2 separate regions of the Drosophila melanogaster genome follow, and region 1 is linked to region 2. The links are chromatin contacts, called in public HiChIP or PLAC-seq maps. All regions are on one chromosome and are shown on one strand. Each heading gives the region's core, a stretch centred on a gene start, on an enhancer-like site or on the middle of the called end of the contact. The rest is flanking DNA. Distances are from core to core; before and after follow the strand shown. Region 1 holds the start of Mondo (mondo,). Region 2 holds the start of Hr39 (Hormone receptor-like in 39).

Region 1 (2,700 bases), core at 180-2,679, 73 kb after region 2:
GACCCTGACGCCGAAGCACCTACTCCCGTTTCGTACTGCAATTGCTGGAAGTTTTGGCACAGAGACTGTTGCAGATAAGGCTGCTGGTGCAGCTGAGGCAGCTGGTGCTGCTGGTGGGGAAACATTTGGCTTGTGCGTTGGTATCCCTCGTGTTTATTCAGCATCATTTTCAACAGGTGCCAGGGGATGCCTATGCAAATAGTTTACTGTTGAGCCAAAATTTTGGCGGTTGCAGATTATGTCGATATGGCGAGGGCACATTTAATGGTTTTTTAATGTCTCTCGCGTAGTAAAGGCTTTTAAAAGCTGGTGCTGACCCTTTTTTAATTTGGATGGGGTTTTTCCATCATTTCAAAATATGTAAACGTTCGCAGACTATAAAAAAAAATATGTTTTGTCTTGCCTCGTGGTTAACACATTTATTAATTCTCTCATCTAGTGTTTGTCCTTGTCATTCTATTAACTAAATTACTAAAATAAGCGATTATTTGATAGAGACATAGCACGGTTTTAAGATTTTGATTTGTTTACAATGCCCGACACCTTCAGCTTTTCGTCATCGACACCTGTCCAATTGTTGCTTTTTCCGGAGCGAAGCTTCTCTAATGGCAAACACGCCCCGCTTTTGCCGTTATATGCGTCACACAGCACAATAACAACAATTTTCGCACACACACACACACACACAATCGCGGCGGGGTTGGCTGGGGATACGGACGTCAGAACGAGACGTCAGTGGCCGCTTGTAGCTCCTTGAACAGATAGTGAAGCCCCAACTACTCGTAAACACACGCGGATCTGATGGAAGGCCAACAAGGCGGGCAGAACCAGCGCAGAACGATCGGTTTCATTCCACAAACAGAACTGATCGGAGAACGAAGCTGCGAAACGCACATAACCTGTGCGCCGCACACAACACAACAATGAACAGCTGACGCGAAATCTCTCTCTCTCCCTACCTCGCTAGCGTTGCTTATCAGCTAGGAAAACGTACATACATATGTATATGTATGTATGTACGTGTTCTTCTATATGCGCAGATGTCAGGCAGCAATGTTGTCCCCCTCTCCACTATTACTATATGGAGCTCAGTCGATTTGACTCCTGGCATTCGGCCTTGCCATCCAGAGTATGCACTCCACAAGCAGTTCTGTGTTTGCACTTTTGACCTCTGGCTCAGCGCTGCCTTTGCATTTTGCCTTTTTCCGTTCCCACTCATATACACGCGCATGCACGCGCACCACAATTTCGGTACAACTGCAACTGCCCCCTATAGCAGAAACACGGGCAGTTAGCAGGCACGACGGACTACCAATACCACGCACACACGCGCAACACAAAGCTTCTACGTAGTTTAATCACAATATAGCACACATTAACCTATTGCGGGTAGCGAGCCCTCACCATCCCATCAGGGTTGTCAAGCATTTGGTGGCTCTGATAAACAGCACCCTCTTCCTAAAAATGGCTGAAAGCTGCGAGCCGAAAAACGCAAGAATGAGCATAATCACCCCAAACGTAAAGATTGGGAAGGGCAGCATACGAGGTCATATGTTTCCTGCTCCGAAATTGCAATACAATGAATTTAGGACGGCTATTTCCCGTAATTAGTTTCCAGTTTTATGGAATTGCTATTATATCTTTTTCCGACAGCACCTTGAAACCGCATCAATAAAAAGTTAATGCGTTGAGACTAATAGGAAAAACTAGAATATATACATATATTATACTCAAATGTAATGTGTTTTTTAAACATTGTTGTGCTTAAGTAATTAGGAAAAATTATGTAAAATGGATATTTTCCCTTTATGTTCACTATATTGTTTAAGTTAGAGAATAGAATACCCAGAATAAAATTAGTGATCACACATCAAAAAACTATCGATAAACATTGAATTAGTTCCGGTTAAAATTTAATAATAAGTATTCAAACTGCACACCTTGTTACAAAGTAGTGTAACTGCCTAATTCTTTATCAGCAGACTAGAGGATTTCGCACTCCCATGTTCTTTTGCTTAAATACCTTTCTCGGGCTTATATTAGACATTATACTTTCAGAGAATTTTTTCATTTGTACTGTTAGAAGGTTCTTAATGAAATTGCTGTTCAGTTCAAAATTTTTATATAGTCATTTAATAATACTTTACGAATGATTTTGTGCGCTTTAGATTTGTGAGAAAAAGGGGTGGGATTATTTAGTAGAAAGTAGCAAGGCATTTCCCGATCTGGTAACACTGATTCCAACACTCATTACCGTTCCAAATGAAACGCAAAAAGGTTCAATTGTTATTTTCTCTCACGATTTCGGCATTTATATTAACCTAAAGATGGCTCTATAGTTTGCGCGCAAGCAAAAACAAGCAGCACCTAGGTGCCCAAACACAACAAAATGGAAACGTATAAAAATCAAAAGTGAGTATACACCAAGCTAAATTCTCGCTAATTTCGCAATTTATCACGCACACTGCCGCACTTGGCGTTCTACTCATTCATTGTTGCTGCACGTGTGTTGGTGGCATTGCCTTGTATGGATTTTCAATTGACCGGGCGAACGTGGCAAATCAAAACTCAGTGGGGCATGCCACCTGGTAAAGGTAAAGAAATTGGCTGACGCAATCGCCGACTGGAGTTGAGTAATGTGCGTTGCAAGTCGCCTGCACGTGCGAAAATGAGATGACTCACCACAGTAAGGACTACCCC
Region 2 (2,700 bases), core at 184-2,683:
TCACTTGAACTTGCTTCAATATCTGATTGCCTCTGATTTCGCAACCACTCCGTAGTATACATATGTATGTACATTTATCTAGAATTCAGTAATAAAGGAGTGTTTCACAGTTTAGACTACAGACAAGTCAGTGCTATTGGGATGGACAACACCATTTAGATCAGAGCTTGTCCACCAGATACCCATCACACATACCCATTCATAGCAGTGTCAGCTTGATGGACATGGTTAGTGAAACACGAGTACTAATATGTTCTAAGGAACTCATTGCAAATCCAGTAATATTTATTAGGATGGAATTTATAAAATAACATTACAAACTAATTTAAGTTGTTTCGTTCAAAATATACACACATGTCTGACGATATATAAGAAATCGTTTATTATACCTGTTACAATTCATCCGATAAAATGTCTAACAGATATAAAATATATTCTTATTAAGCCGAGTCGATGCTCAACCTTTCTAGCTTTTATAGTTCCTGATATCTCGACGTTCATATGGACAGACGGACATGACCAGTTCGACTCCGCTATTTATCCTGATCAAGAATATATACTTAATATGGCCGGAAACGCTTCCTTCTGCCTATTACATACTTTTCAACGAATCTAGTAAACCCTATTACTCTACGAGTAACGGGTATAAAAACAATTAGCTTATGTATTAATAAGCGTGTTTCGTTTAGGATAAAACGATACGATATTACCAAACGTGGTGATTTAAATTTCCCGTGTGGAAAATCTAATCTGAGACAAAATATTCCAATTCTCTTATTTATGTGTGTTTATATTGTTTAATTTGTATTATGAGTAACAATATTTACATAATTAATACAACTGTTATTTAATTATAGAACAAATTGAAAACACTTCTTGAAGAATGTGGGTAATTAGTTATTTCCTAGAGGTCATCTAAAACTGTTATTATAAATTATCGACTACTTTGAAACAATTTGAACTAAGTATTATCATAGACTTAAACCACTAACAAAAGTTGATCGCTTTTATCAGTCTGGAATTAAATTATTTTACAAGTGGGCTCCATAATAGCAATCTACTATCGATAAAGTGCGAACGAATTCGAACTATTCTTTCCCGGTTAACGAATACAAAAAACTCGAATAGCGTCGGCGTATTTTCTCTGGATGAAAATTTTTTGTGAAACTTCCTATTTGATCTGACTTCGGACTATCAGGAAAAAGTAAAAAGGTTTATTGGTAAATGAGCGACAATTTAAAAAATAATGAAAATATAAAAGACCATTACGTCGTAAGACCACCGTTCCAAATTCACTAGTAACCCACCGTCGCTGCCTTGACGTATTTTGTCCCGCTATCAGATCTGTGTTCGTAAAGTGGCAGTGTGCAGCAACAGCTCGCAGAAAGGTGGCAACGCTCGCTAACAGACCGAGAGCTCCACTAACAAAACAAACATTTTGCTACTTCGTCGCAGGCGGGACTGTGTTGCGTCGTGTGATCGCTAGAGCGGTTGTGGAATCGGATTCGAGCGCAAAACACCGTTCATGCTGTGAGCGAAAAAGAGTGGTAGCGCCTACAGTGGCATATGTAGTTAAATCCGTGAATAAGTGAATAAGAATATATGTATGTACTTAATTCGAAAACCTTTTCGCCGTCAGCACAACGGGTGAACGAGAGAGCGGAAGTGGAGTTTTTTGTGGCGGGTCGTCTCGCTCGCACCGCAAAGGTCGTCCGTGGCTGCGTGTATGGGTGTGTGGAAGAGGCGTCGAGGTGAATGTGGATTTCTAACCACACCAGCATTGCAAAGACATTGATTGATATTTAAAGCTGCAGCAGCGAACCAAAGCAAATCCTAATTTCGGCAAAGTTTAAGAATAACGAGTGACTGGGGCGCGCGCAATAAGATAAAATTGAAGGTTATTCTGTGTGCGTGTGAGTGACCCGTTTACCAGTGTGTGTGTGCGAGCGTTCCATTGTAAACAAAAAAGCAAGTGTTGTGAGCGGAGAGAAGAAAGGGAAAGAGAGAAAGAGCGAACAGACTGGCGAGAGAAAAAAGAGATTGCGCACGAAGAAAGCAGCGCACAAAGCGAACGCTGAAAATGTCAATAAACTCTGCGAAAGGTGAGGAAAACGCAACAAGAGCGCCGCAGTCGTGTAAAATAAAACCCAAGACTCAAAGAAAGCAGTAGAAAGAGGCAAGTGCAAGAGCAGAACTTGTGCGTGTGAGTGCTGGTGTAGTGTGTGTGGGAGAGAAGAGTTCGAGTGTTTGTTCTGATTGGACAGAGTGTGCAGAAAAGTTTTTCTGGTTTCGATTCGCTTGCAACAGTTTCCGCGTTTTCAGCTCCAACAAGTTTCGTCGATTTTTCGCGTCTGCATTTTGTTTATTTTATTGTGAATTCGTTGACTTGCTTGCTCGCTCGTTAACCCATACAAGTGCGCCCGCCGCGACGCTGGATGAGTAATTTACCGTTATTAATTCACAGGTGAAAAATCCGATATTTGTCGTGCAATAATTTCCTCGATTGGCATCAAGTGGCTTCCAGTCGGGTACATATTGCACAAGAAATGTTATACGCATAATGTGCACGCAAATTAAACGAATTCTCTATGAAAATGTGACTAGAATGTGAGTCGAACAAAACGAGTAAAACGTGAAATCCCAACTGGCTTTTGGGTAACAAATCTTATCAACACAGCAACGGAAATACATTAAAATCTT

What was found. HiChIP or PLAC-seq counts read pairs in DNA pulled down with a chosen protein or histone mark.
Region 1: a Psq HiChIP or PLAC-seq map of the Kc167 cell line shows a contact between it and region 2, with 4 times the contacts expected there. The contact joins the promoter of Mondo here to the promoter of Hr39 in region 2. A contact is called at or near these places in 20 of 107 Hi-C or Micro-C datasets (the Clone 8 cell line, the D17-c3 cell line, the Kc167 cell line and 10 more) and 2 of 6 datasets of contacts at active chromatin or transcription factors (both in the Kc167 cell line).

What each region holds. Positions count from the first base shown.
Region 1 is chr2L:21,308,621-21,311,320 of dm6, forward strand. Mondo (mondo,) reads right to left here and starts at 1,430. Exons shown (of 12, transcript NM_165367.2): 1 at 1,319-1,430; 2 at 1-318. The coding sequence starts at 167. It overlaps crc (cryptocephal), which reads left to right and starts at 2,246. Exons shown (of 5, transcript NM_080158.3): 1 at 2,246-2,412.
Region 2 is chr2L:21,235,817-21,238,516 of dm6, forward strand. Hr39 (Hormone receptor-like in 39) reads left to right here and starts at 1,434. Exons shown (of 8, transcript NM_165364.2): 1 at 1,434-1,588; 2 at 2,465-2,700. CG31626 reads right to left here and starts at 917. Exons shown (of 3, transcript NM_165362.2): 1 at 828-917. It overlaps mir-9374 (mir-9374 stem loop), which reads left to right and starts at 2,485; the gene lies at 2,485-2,545.